2 separate regions of the Capra hircus genome follow, and region 1 is linked to region 2. A link is a contact called in public Hi-C data. All regions are on one chromosome and are shown on one strand. Each heading gives the region's core, a stretch centred on a gene start, on an enhancer-like site or on the middle of the called end of the contact. The rest is flanking DNA. Distances are from core to core; before and after follow the strand shown. Region 1 overlaps EVL (ena/VASP-like protein). Region 2 overlaps EVL (ena/VASP-like protein).

The links. Hi-C and Micro-C count contacts between places; a contact is called where the count stands out from the background.
Region 1: a contact with region 2 is called in a Hi-C map of blood, with 3 times the contacts expected there. The contact joins two enhancer-like sites. A contact is called at or near these places in 2 of 5 Hi-C or Micro-C datasets (both in blood).

What each region holds. Positions count from the first base shown.
Region 1 is chr21:64,323,801-64,330,778 of ARS1.2, reverse strand. It overlaps EVL (ena/VASP-like protein), which reads right to left. Exons shown (of 11, transcript XM_018066034.1): 3 at 1,676-1,853. Among named protein-coding and RNA genes, the nearest start is that of MIR342, 8.3 kb to the left of the region's middle. Within about 2 kb of position 1,563, at least 2 of the 5 cell types and tissues checked have an H3K27ac peak or open chromatin away from gene starts, as enhancers often do.
Region 2 is chr21:64,225,213-64,232,448 of ARS1.2, reverse strand. The region is part of intron 1 of EVL (ena/VASP-like protein); the gene reads right to left. Among named protein-coding and RNA genes, the nearest start is that of EVL, 9.2 kb to the right of the region's middle. Within about 2 kb of position 2,383, at least 1 of the 5 cell types and tissues checked has an H3K27ac peak or open chromatin away from gene starts, as enhancers often do.

The DNA of each region.
Region 1 (6,978 bases), core at 314-2,813, 99 kb before region 2:
CGTATGACCTGCAGGAAGCATCCTCTAAACACGTTCACTATTTAAAAAAAAAAGACAAACAAACTTCTCTGAGGGTTTAAGTTAGGTCTCAAAGCTTGGATCTATAAGGCAAAACAGTTATTTAAAAGGCATCTCCCTGCAGCTTCTAAGTACCATGGCTCCCCACTTCCTGCCTTAATTCTGGCAGCAGCAGCAGCAGCAATGCCAGAAACGATACTCACAAATAGTGATACTGGGAGATTAACACATGCCAGGCGGCCCACTAACATCTTATATTTGAATTCATTTAAACATAGAATCAGGCTTCCCAGGTTGCTCAGTGGGTAAAGAATCTGCCTGCAATGCAGGAGATGCCAGAGACAAGGGTTCAATCCCTGAGTTGGGAAGATCCCCTGGAGGAGGAAATGGGAACCCACTCATTTTCTTGCCTGGAGAATCCCATGGACAGAGGAGCCTGGCGGACTACAGTCCCTGGGGTCGCAAAGAGACACGACCGAAGGTTCTGAGCACACACACATAAAAGCAACTCCTCACCCACCTTACAGAAAAGAAACCCAGACACAGAGAGACTAAGTGATGTGTGCTGGACTCAAGGCCAGCAGGGCGCCCCGGGCCCAGCCCCATGCCGCCATGCCCACCGAGGCTGAGTCCTCCAGCCAAGCGCTGGACGTCGCTGGCCTCCAAGATGCTGACACCCTGGAAGGCCCCGTCCTTCCGCGGAAGCGGACGCTGCAGACTGCCCGAAGAGCCACGTGTGCTTTTGCGTCTCTGCTTTGCCCGCCCTGCAGACGCTCCTGCTGGCCCCTCTCTCCGCCCCCACCCCGCTGTCCACACCCCGAGTCTCCCAGGTTAGCTGAAGCCTCTCCTTGTGCGATCCCTGCCACCTTCCAGGTCCACGTCCAGCCTCCTTCCTTTGGCACGGTGGGCCCCAGAGACACTGCACGCTCTCCTCCACGCACAGGTTGGGCTTTCAGGCCCCGGAGCCTTTGTATCTGCCGTTTCCTCTATCTGGGATGCCCACTCCCCCATCTTATGAGCTCCCTGCCGGTCAAAACTCCAGCTCAAGTGTTGCCACCGCTTGAAGTCCAGCTGGGCAGTCCCTCCTTTTCCTTTCCATGCTCCTGAAGGCCCTGCCCTGCTCACACCCTATCAAAGCCCTTATCGTAACACGTTATCACTAGCGGTTCACAGGCCCATCCTTCTACTCTTGGATACCAAATGCCATGAGTCAATGGGCTCCATCGATTCACTTCTGACCTATTTTGCCCCAGACAGTTTGCAACACGCAGAAGTGTTCAGGAACAGTATGTTAAACTTGGGAATAACTGAATCCAAGAATACAGTTTTGTTTGTTCCCTCCAAACTCTGCCAAATATGTGCTGAGAATGTGGAAAGAAGGACGACACAGGCAACACACATCTGGACGCCCCATTTCAGGCACACAGTACAGCTCTCTCCAGCTCACAAAGGGCGGAAACGATGCCAAGGTCTCTCTTCTCGCTCAAACTGCTAATAGTGCTTTCTATCTAGAGTTAGGCAGCAGTTTTCTCTGTGAATCCAACAGACGTCAGCTCAGCACAGCTGCAGTCGAGGACGCCCCGGGAGCCAGAGCCATGGAAGGGCGGAGGGAGGGGAGGGAGGGTCTGGGCGCCAGGCCAGACAAAGCCCCACTTACCGCCTTCCTGGGAATTCATGATGTTCAGGGCAAACAGCATGGCATTGGAGAACGTGGTTGCCTCTTCCTTACTTGCAAAGTTTAAACCGTAGACCTGGCGGGCATCTCGCCACTGGTGGAAGGTTGGCGTTGCCTGATTGTACTTCAGCCCTTTCACGATTGAATAATTGATCACAACCTGAAAGGGAAAAGAGAGAGAAATACACGTAAATAAATAAAAGGTAAGTGAGCTGGAGAGAGCTGCTCCGGGGCAAGGACTCTGGGGCAAGGACACCGTGTCCCTGGGGCTACCAGGAGACAGGGAGATGTGGATGCATCAGAAGAAGAGGTAGCTTGGCCAGGCAGCTCTTCAACAGGACCAGCGGAACAGCGAGGGTCTGAAAACCAGTTACTTCATTTAACTGATAAAGCTGTGTGGTCACGGCCTAAGCTGGGAGTCGGGTTCCCGGGTCCTGGCCCTGTCACCCCAGGCAGCACCCTGGGGCTCAGTTTCTCCAGCTGTGAAACGGGGATAGTCATCCTGGCTCCACCGACCTAATGGGGTTACTGCAGAGGTCACAGTGTGACACATATCTCATCAAGACTTCTAGATATAAAGATTCTTAAGGGCGAGTCTTTTCTAATTCGTATTTATGCTCCCGTAGCTCTCTGCAGAGTCTAGAATGCGTTAACCAAAGGGTTGTTAGTTAAAAGGACGACTCCTCACTCTTTCCCATGTGGCTATTCAGCTTTCTCAGCACCGTTTATTGAACAGGATGCCCTTTCCCCGCTGTATGTTCTTGACTCCTTTTGTCATAAACTAATAAACCGTACCTGCGTGGGTTTATGACCAGGTTCTCTATTCTGCTCCACTGATTTCTGCTTTAATGACAATCATGCTGTTTAAATTACTACAGTTTTGTAATATAGTTTGAAATGAGGGCATGTGATGCCTCCAGCTTTGTTGTTGTTTCTCAAGATCGCTTTCGCCATGGGGGTCTTCTGTGGTTCCGTATAAACTGTAGTATTATCGTGCTAGTCCTATGGAAAATGCCATTGGAATTCTGATAAGGATTGCACTGAGTCTCTTGACTGCTCTGAGTAAGTATGGACATTCTAACCTGAACACAGAGTCCTCTCTCTTTCTCTTTGGTGAGTCTGGCTAAAGGCTGGTCAGTTTTATCTTTTGAAAGAACCAGTTCTTAGTCTCACTGCTCTTCTCTATGGTCTTTTCAGTCTCTCTTTCTGCTCTAATCATCGTCGCTCCCTTCATTCTACTAACTTCGGGCTTGTTTTGCTCATCTTTTCCCGGTGCCCTGAGTGTAGAGCGAGGCTGTTTGAGACTTTCCTTGCTTCTTGAGGGAGGCCTCTACCGCTAAGAACTTAGCAGTAGCACTGAGAACTGCCTCTGCTGCATCTCACAAGTTCGGTTAGGTTATGCTCCCATTTCTGCTTGTGTCCAGGCATTTAAGTCTCTCTCCATCTGTCCTTCAATCCACCTTAGCAGCATGTTGTTTAATCTCCATATTCTTGTGATCTGAAACCATAAAGCTCCTAGAAGAGAATCTAAGTGATAAGCTCCTTGACTCGGGTCTTGATGGTGATTTTTTTGAATCTGATACCAAAAACAAGAGCAACAAAAGCAAAGCAAAACAAGTGGGACTATATCAAACTAAAAAGCTACACGCAAAGGACGCCATCGACAGAATGAGAAAGCAATCTGCTGAGTGGGAGTAAGTGATTCAACTCATATATCTGATAAGGGACTAATATGGCTAACAGATACATAAAAAGATGTTAAACACTAGCAGTGATCAAGGAAATACAAATCAAAACCACAAGGGGTTATCATCTCACACACGTCAGAATGGCTATCATCTAAAAGATAAGAAATAAAGTTTGGCGAGGATGCGGAGCAGAAGGAAGCCTTGTGCACTGTTGGTAGGAATGCAATTGGTACAGCCACTATTAGAAGGCAGCACAGAGGTTCCTCAGAAAGTTAAAAATAGAACTATTACATGATCCTGCAATTTCGCTTTTGGGTATTTACCCCAAGAAAACGAAAATACTATTCTCACCTGGGAAATGCCATGGACAGAGGAGCCTGGTGGCTACAATCCATGGAGTCACAAGAGTCGGACACGACTTAGCGACCAAGCCGCCACCACCAAGTCAAACACACAGACGTGCCCCTCGTTCACGGGAGCAGCATTTAAAACTAGCCAAGATACCGAATAACCCAAGCGTCCACTGACACGTGGACAGATGCGGAACTGTGGTATACTGTATACACAATGAAATATTATTTAGCCATAGAAAGAAAGAAACCTCGCCATTTATGACAACATGGATGGGTCTCACGGGCATTATGCTAAGGAAAAGAAGTCAGAGAAAGACAAATACCATACGCTGTATCTCGTACGTTCTCATGGATACAGAGAACAGATGGATGGTTGCCAAAGGAGGGCCGTAGGAGATGGGGGGCAATTATGCACATGAAGCCGCTTAACACAGCTGCTACCACACAGCAAGCGTTAACTGAGAAATATTCAGTCCTTAGAGATGGAAGTATGCAAGTGGCGTCTGGATGAGGCTGGATGGCCCGCTGTCAGTGACGCGATGGAAAGGATCCCACTTTAGGAGGGGTACGAGATGGGTTCTCAGCTCTCCTTTGGCTGTGAGGCTCCAGGGTCTGTGATCTGAGACTGGAGGCAGCTCAGTCTACTGTCGCTCAGTCGTGCCCAGCTCTGCAGGATTCTCCAGGCCGGAATACTGCAGTGGGCAGCCTTTCCCTTCTCCAGGGGATCTTCCCAACCCAGGGATCGAACCCAGGTCTCCAGCATTGCAGGCGGATTCTTTACCTGCTAAGCCACAAGGGAAGCCTGCCTCTGGTCAGGGAGGTGAGCTCAGGAGGATTCAGAGATGTGAAGGGACACCCTGCACGTTGCTGGGGCGCTGAGATGAGAGCTCAGGTTTATTGCCCCACGCTGCTGTGCTGCTGGGTAAAGCAAGGCCAGAGCACAGTGGGCGATACCGTTTTCCTCTAAGCCTTAGCCACGTGGAAGGCAGGCTGGGTTGTCCTACAGCGGAAAGACAGGGTGAGCAAGAGAGAGAGAGGGTTCGAGAGAGGCATGTGTACTAAATGAGCTAAGGAAACATAACTTAGTTGTTACACACTGACAGTGCAGCGCGGGCCAACCTCTATACCCAGGTTCCTAGGGTGGTTCTCTCTCTGGGTTCAGCTTTAGATCATCAGAAAAAGGGCTGGAGGTTCTGCGGTTACACGCATGATAACAAGCACAGTGACCTGTGGTTAACACGGCTCTTCAGAGGGCACGTTAATCGCAGCGCAGTGGCCAGCACGAGGGAGACAGGATCCTCACCCTCTCCACACAGGCAAGTCCATCCCAGAAAGCCTGTGCTCAAGCGGCTTTGGTGCTGCACTGTTAGTGGACACAGAGGGCCACGTTTTAAATGGAAGGAGGTCTGGAAACCACATCGTATCAAGAATGGCTGTGGGATACTGAAGCAGATTTAAAAAAAAAAAAAAAAAGACTCTTCAGTGTACCTATCAGGTACCCAAGGGGAGGACGTGGGGAAGTGAGATTTAGAACCTATGGTTTAAAATCTCTGGTTGTCTACGTTCTTGGAGGGGGACTTAGAGGCAGTGGAAATTGGGGGTGGTGGATGCCTCCTGAATATAGGAACAGTGTGGCCAAAAATACTGGCTTAAGGAACTCAGAGACCAGAGGGAATATCTAGTTCAGTTCACTTCAGTTGCTCAATCGTGTCCGACTCTTTGCGACCCCATGAACCTAAGTACGCCAGGCCTCTCTGTCCATCACCAACTCCCAGAGTCCACCCAAACCCATGTCCATTGTGTCGGTGATGCCATCCAACCATCTCATCCTCTGTCGTCTCCTTCTCCTGCCCTCAATCTTTCCCAGCAACAGGGTCTTTTAACCTTGGAAAAGTTACTGACGTTACCTTCTTCATATGTAAAATGAAAATATTATAAATTATGCTGGACTGAATATCCTTGTGGATATATCAGTGTGAACATTCCTATAAACAGAATTTCTGGATCAATGGACATGGTCATTGAAACATCTGGTATTTTCTACTTGAAAAGATCTATTCTAAACATCCCAATTGCCTTCTAAAAAACGAGAGTCCATGCAATGTGTTTTGGACAGATGTGTGGATGACACACAGCCGACTCACTTGACCATCTGCTGACAGGTGGTCAGTGTTCATTAACTGACGGACAGGCCTCATGGGCTGATGCTTAAAACGCTCTGTGCCTAGAGTGGCTCCATTCCTTTGTTCACCTCCTTACAGCATGCGCATTACTGCAAGTCCACCTAGGGGTGTGGATCAGCTTCATCTCTCACACTCCTCCCCAGAGACGCCCACATTTCTGAGTGCCAGCATCAGTCACCTTCTCCTGTTCTGGAACGACACAGAAGTGAATTCACGCAGCACACACTCTTTTTCGATGTTCTTCCATTCAGTGTGGCGTCTATGAGATTCCCCTGTGCCACTGCGTTGGTAGGAATTCAGGCTTTCTTGATTGCTAATACCGTTCTTTTTTGATATACCATAAATTACTTATCCATTCTCCTCTAGCTGTTGGCTATTAGGAGTAAAACTGCCGTGAGTATTTTCACATAGGTCTTTTGGTGCACACAGGTGCTCATTTCTCGTGGGTATGTTACCCAAGAGTAGGTGTATATGGAGTTTTACTAGGATTTGGCAAACCATTCTTCAAAGAGGCTGTACTGACTGACGCCTCCACCAGCTCCAGTGGGAACTCCAGCTGCTCTGCATCCTCACCACAGGCGGCGTCCTTTCCATTTCAGCCTTTACGTTTTGGTGGCTTGAAATGTGTGTAAGTGCTTGGGGTGTGTGTAAGTGCCTGGTGTGTGTGTAAGTGCTCGGCAGTTCTCATCTGCATCTCCCTGATATCGTATCATTGATATCTCTGCACCTCCCTGATATCATATCATTGATATCTCCGCATCTCCCTGATATCATATCATTGATATCTCCGCACCTCCCTGATGATGTGGAGCAACTTCCATGGGCTCATTTGCATGTCTTGTTGCCACTGTTTTTTTTTTTTTTTTCTTCTGTGAAACTCTTGTTCAGGTCTTTTTGCTCATTTTTAAGAGGCTACCTGCCTTTTTCATTTTAGGTTGTAGGAGTTCTGTATATATTCTTCATGAGTTCTTTGTCATATTCATATACACACACACACCTTCTCCTAGTCTGACCTCTTTTAATGGTGCCTTTTAATAAAGAAAACTCCTTAACTTTAAAGA
Region 2 (7,236 bases), core at 1,134-3,633:
ACCTGCCTCCTGAGAAACCTGTATGCAGGTCAGGAAGCAACAATTAGAACTGGACATGGAACAACAGACTGGTTCCAAATAGGAAAAGGAGTACATCAAGGCTGTATATTGTCACCTCGCTTATTTAACTTCTATGCAGAATACATCATGAGAAATGCTGGACTGGAAGAAACACAAGCTGGAATCAAGATTGCCGGGAGAAATATCAATAACCTCAGATATGCAGATGACACCACCCTTATGGCAGAAAGTGAAGAGGAGCTAAAAAGCCTCTTGATGAAAGTGAAAGAGGAGAGTGAAAAAGTTGGCTTAAAGCTCAACATTCAGAAAACGAAGATCATGGCATCCGGTCCCATCACTTCATGGCAAATAGATGGGGAAACAGTGGAAACAGTGTCAGACTTTATTTTTGGGGGCTCCAAAATCACTGCAGATGGTGACTGTAGCCATGAAATTAAAAGACGCTTACTCCTTGGAAGAAAAGTTATGACCAACCTAGATAGCATATTCAAAAGCAGAGACATTACTTTGCCGACTAAGGTCCGTCTAGTCAAGGCTATGGTTTTTCCTGTGGTCACGTATGGATGTGAGAGTTGGACTGTGAAGAAGGCTGAGGGCCGAAGAATTGATGCTTTTGAGCTGTGATGTTGGAGAAGACTCTTGAGAGTTCCTTGGACTCCAAGGAGATCAACCCTGGGATTTCTTCGGAAGGAATGATGCTAAAGCTGAAGCTCCAGTACTTCGGCCACCTCATGTGAAGAGCTGACTCATTGGAAAAGACCCTGATGCTGGGAGGGATTGGGGGCAGGAGAAGAAGGGGACGACAGAGGATGAGATGGCTGGTTGGTATCACGGACTCGATGGACGTGAGTCTGAGTGAACTCCGGGAGTTGGTGATGGACAGGGAGGCCTCGCGTGCTGCGGCTCATGGGGTCACAAAGAGTTGGACACGACTGAGTGACTGAATTGAACTGAACTGAATCATGAGAGGGACAAGATGTTTTAGACTTACTAAAGGCAGATTCTTTTGGGAAGCTAGAAATTATTAGTATAGTGGGTTGGTTAGGAATTATATTGGTGAAGGGTTTTTCATTTGTTGTGCCAATAATTGCTGCTAATTCCCTGCCCTGGGTGTGACAAGGGTGTCTCAGGTCAAACCTCTCTGCAGGCAAACCAGCTTATGTGACAGGATTATCCATACTCCACATGATTGTTTACTACCTCTCAACCTTAAACAGCACAGAGAGTTCGGAGTATCTTGAAAGTCTTAATTAGCATAGGGCTTTTCTCATTGTGGAGTCAATTATTGCCGCCAGGCCTCCATATCCTTAGGCACCTGGGAATATATTAATGTACTTGGAATATAGAAAAGGAAATATAGTAGTTTTTGATGTTAGCAATACTAGACCTTTTGAGTTAATGAATTTTCTCTTTTGTTATAGATCACTGTACTTTGTTATAAATCAGTGTCCTTGCTATGCAAAAATGTAACTTTATCACTATCTTAAGACTAAATAGATCTTAAGGGGAATATTGGTGAAGGGTTTTCATTCATTGGGCTGATGTTCGCTGCTTAATCTCCATATTCCCTGCCCTTATAATGAATATAACTAGCATATAGGAGAAGTAAGTATTAACCTTTAAGATTGATCATGTTAACCTTAGGTTAAATAAATTCCTGTCTTAGTTGTACCCCACTACACCCTCACCCTATAGGAATACAACTTTATTTAGAGGGTGGTGCCTGGTTTAAGAAAAAAACACCCTTGGAAAAATAAGTTTTTTGGTTATCAGAAAGAAAGGATCATAAAATGTCAGCAGGCCTCATGGCCAGAAGATGATGTAAAACCCCTAAGACCTTTGTTTATACATTTGTGTGAAGCACCTGATTTTGATAAAGGTCAGGACTGCTGACTGCCGCGTGACTCTGTATTCATCCCTATGTATAACAAAAAGTATATAAGCAAACCTGAAAAATAAAGAAATGGGATCAGTTTCTGGAAAGACTGATTCCCCCATGTCGCTTCTTTCTTGCTCTCTGTCTTTCTGGCTGAATTCCCATCTGGTACGTGGGTACTCACCAAGCCTGCTAACTTTGCCTGGGCTTCTAAGATCGGACCGGGGAGGCCTCAGTGCCTCCTCTCCTTTGGGAGAACGGAAAGATGTCTGTGGCCTACGTAGGTGGTGATTGGTATTCCACGGAAACCAAGTTATTCAGCCTGTTTTTCTCCACTAATTTTCCTACTACACTATCCGTTTCTAATCTCTCTATATCTGTAATTAAATAAGTTTTTTCCTAGGATGCCGATTCCGTCCCCATCTTCAAATTACCCTACATCCGCAGGGGCTGGACCCCGGCAACACAGCTCCACAGAGAGCCCAGGATGGAGCACAGCGCCCAGAGTGTGAGGTGCCGGAAGCTGCAGAGGGCGCGCACCCAGGAAAAATGTGTGACAAGGGGAAGGCTGCAGAAGGTAAGAGGTTCCCCGAGCCAGCCCCTGTAAGGGACAGTGTCCATCTCTGAGACACTCAGGACACGCGTCCCAGTGGCTCCCACTGTGCTTTCTGCCACCACGTCTGTCAATTCCACAGTCAACTGCTCAACTGCAGTAACTATTTCTGCATCTAAATTTTCTTAGTACAATCATCTTCTCTACCCCAAAATAACATGCCTGTTTTGTCTTTATTCCAGTAGTTATATTTTGTGTCTTTTATAGAGAATGTCCCTGAATCATTTTTAGAAGCTAAAGTATCAATAGCAACTGTAGTTTCTAAAGCAAAAAATCATCACCTATGGTAGATAAGTTAGGCAGCAATCTGACAAAAGGGCAGAAAATCTGAAATCAGAAAACTGTCCCAGATCGTCCAGGATTTATCTTCCTCACAGACATAACAAGGTGAGCTGGGGGAGGTAAACAGCTAACTTTTATTGAACATCATACACTGAGAACTTTTTATGTATTCTTGTTTGAGCCTTGCAAACCTAAGAAGGAAGGAGAATTATCCTCATTTATAGTTGAGAAAAGTGGAGGGTCATAAAGGTTAAGCAATTTGCACCAAGTTAGTCAGCTGGTAAAGAGTGGCTCTGGGGCAGAATCCAGGTCTATTAGACTCTAAAACCCAGGCTGCTTAGAATACGAGGGACAAAAGGTGGCCTAAATCAATATTTTAAAAAAGTTCATTCACATTCCTACTTTAAGTCCAAACCCAAGAATAGACGTCTTTCACACAGCCTTAAAGACAAAGACAGATAATCCATCTTCATACACAGTTGTTTCAGGGGACTCGGGACCAGGGCTCCCCCCACTGGCGAACAGATGCAACCACACCATTTATTTCTAATTCCTATTCTAATCCTCAAACTTCTGGGGAGAGGAACCTCCAAGTTAAGACCAGGAATATAAACTTCCTTTAATCAACATCATCTTTCTCTCTTTCCTGCTTAAAGTTTACATCCTGATATATATGTCAACAGATTTTGGTGCCAGTGATACTATTTTGCTACCTTATTCTGAGGAAATAGTCAGAGATGCACTCTAAGACTGAACACGCAGTCATTATCATGTTGTTCACAATGATGACATTCTAAAAAGAAGCCAACTGTCCCAAACTTGGGGTACTGGTAAATAAATTATGGTATATCATCTGAAACACTGTTATTCAGCCATTTTACATGTTTTCAAAGAACATTCATTAAAAAGGGGAAATGCATAAATGTTGACTGCAGAAATGCCCAATACAAATACACAGTACACTATCAATTTTGTGAAAACGTCACTCTCACACATGGAAAAGATAAAGGAACTATACCCCGTGTTTAATGGGTTATCCTTCCTTCAAATAGTAGGATCAGTGCTGATTCTTACTGTCTTCTTTATACTTTCTATGTTTTCAAATTCTCCACATTCAATATAACTGCATTTAAAAAATATATTTATTTGGCTGTGCCGGGTCTTAGCTGCACGTGGTGTCTGGGATCTAGTTCCCTGATCAGAGATTGAACCCAGGCGCCCTGCATTGTGAACGCAGAATCTCAGCCACTACACCACCACGGAAGTCCCACTTACACCAGAAGAAATGAGAACTGCTGCTAGAAGTCATTTCTGTAAGGTCTTCTCCATTCAGGATGGGAAAAGGAAACAGCGGTTCGCTGAGGGGACCACTGTCCTGCCCAGCTCGCCCAGCTGCAAGCTGGAGGCCCTCTTCTTTAAGCTGTTACTGCACTACCCTAGCACTTGTGATCCTCAATTAACAACCAACAGTCATCAAGCTTACAGTCTACTGCAAGGTTCAAACTTGGCAGACGACAGATTCCCTTTAGAGGGAAAAAAATATTGTGAAACAGTGCTGGTTTACTTTATTTTCATGTAGCTTATTCAGGTGCATCTTAAAAAACTAAGTTGAAAATTTCTTATATGTATATGACTAGATACAAACAAAACTGCCAAACCAGCAAAATTCAAGATGACATTACTTCCAATAAAAAGATGACATTGCTTATATTAAAAATCATCACTCAGGGACTTCTCTGGCAGTCCAGTGGTTAAGACTCTGAGTTTCCACTGCAGGGGGAGCGAGTTCAATTCCTGATAGGGGAAGTAAGATCTCACGTGCTGCACAGCCAAAATGTAAGTACTTAAAAAAAAAAATCACCCACAAGATATATATGGTAATGACACACGTCTAAAAATAAGCAGACAGGACGAGAGAGAAGAGCCAAAGATACGCACACAGCGGCGCCACAGCTCCACAGCTGGTCTCCCTAGATGACTTCCAGAGACATCTGGAGGTGTGCTGTCTATTCCGCAGCAGCGAGCTCAGAGACGTGCCTGGACTTCCGTGTGTTAGCCAGTGCGGACTCACTGTGATACGAAGACCATGTTTGTGCCTGGGTCGCTGACACTGCACCCTATAATCGCACTGCGCTCTACAGAACTCCAAACGGATACAGTGCCCTCGGCCCAGAGGAGAGGAGACGGTTCCCTGGCACAGAGCCGGACCTGTGAGATGGGAGCCTGAGCAACACACACACCACACACACAGACACACACACCACACACACACACCACACCATACACACACACAGACACACACACACCACACACACACAGACATCACACCACACATACACACAGACACACACACAGACACACACACAGACACACACACCACACACACCACACACACACAGACACACACACCACACACCATACACACACACACCACACCATACACACACGCCACACACACACCACACACACACAGACATCACACCACACATACACACAGACACACACACACACAGAGCTGGCCCTGGTGATGAGAGGCTCACACACACACACACACACACACAGAGCTGGCCCTGGTGATGAGAGGCTCACACACACACACACACACACACACAGCTGGCCCTGGTGATGAGAGGCTGATACACACACACACACACACACACACAGCTGGCCCTGGTGATGACAGGCTCACACACACACACACACCCAGCTGGCCCTGGTGATGAGTCACACACACACACACACACACACACACACACACATACACACACAGCTGGCCCTGGTGATAAGAGGCTGATAATACAGCTGGCCCTGGTGATGAGAGGCTGACACACACACACACACCTGGCCCTGGTGATGAGAGGCTGACACACACACACCTGGCCCTGGTGATGAGAGGCTGACACACACACACACCTGGCCCTGGTGATGAGAGGCTGACACACACACACAGCTGGCCCTGGTGATGAGGCTCACACACACACACACACACACACACACACACACACACACACACACACACCTGGCCCTGGTGATGAGAGGCTGACACACACACACACCTGGCCCTGGTGATGAGAGGCTGACACACACACACAGCTGGCCCTGGTGATGACAGGCTCACACACACACACACACCCAGCTGGCCCTGGTGATGAGAGGTTCTCACTCACACACACACACACACAGAGCTGGCCCTGGTGATGAGAGGCTGATAATACAGCAGGCCCTGGTGATGAGAGACTGACACACACACACACAGCTGGCCCTGGTGATGAGAGGCTGACACACACACACCTGGCCCTGGTGATGAGAGGCTGACACACACACACACAGTTGGCCCTGGTGATGAGGCTCACACACACACACACCTGGCCCTGATGATGAGAGGCTGACACACACAGCTGGCCCTGGTGATGACAGGCTCACACACACACACACACCCAGCTGGCCCTGGTGATGAGAGGTTCACACACACACACACACACACACACAGAGCTGGCCCTGGTGATGAGAGGCTGATAATACAGCAGGCCCTGGTGATGAGAGGCTGACACACACACACACAGCTGGCCCTGGTGATGAAAGGCTGACACACACACACCTGGCCCTGGTGATGAGAGGCTCACACACACACACCTGGCCCTGGTGATGAGAGGCACACACACACACAGCTGGCCCTGGTGATGAGAGGCTGACACACACGCACACACACACCTGGCCCTGGTGATGAGAGGCTCACACTCACTCACACACACACACACACACACACACACACACACCTGGCCCTGGTGATAAGAGGCTGACACACACACCTGGCCCTGGTGATGAGGCTCACACACTCACACTCACACACACACACACACACACACACACAGCTGGTCTGGTGATGAGAGGCTGACACACACACACACACACCTGGCCCTGGTGATGAGAGGCTCACACACTCACACACACACCTGGCCCTGGTGATGAGAGGCTGACACACACACACACACACCTAGCCCTGGTGATGAGAGGCTGACACACACACACACACCTAGCCCTGGTGATGAGAGGCTCACACACACACACACACCTGGCCCTGGTGATGAGAGGCTCACACACACACACACAGCTGGCCCTGGTGATGAGAGGCTCACACACACACACCTGGTGATGAGAGGCTCACACACACACACACACCTGGCCCTGGTGATGAGAGGCTCACACACACACACCTGGCCCTGGTGATGAGAGGCTCACACACACACACACACACACACACACACACACCACACACCTGGCCCTGGTAATGAGAGGCGCACACACACACACACACACAGCTGGCCCTGGTGATGAGAGGCTCGCACACACACAGCTGGCCCTGGTGATGAGAGGGGAAATGTTCACAGAAGAGAATCTTCCCAAGAGATAAATGATTAAAGTATATAAACAGAAATATTTTGAA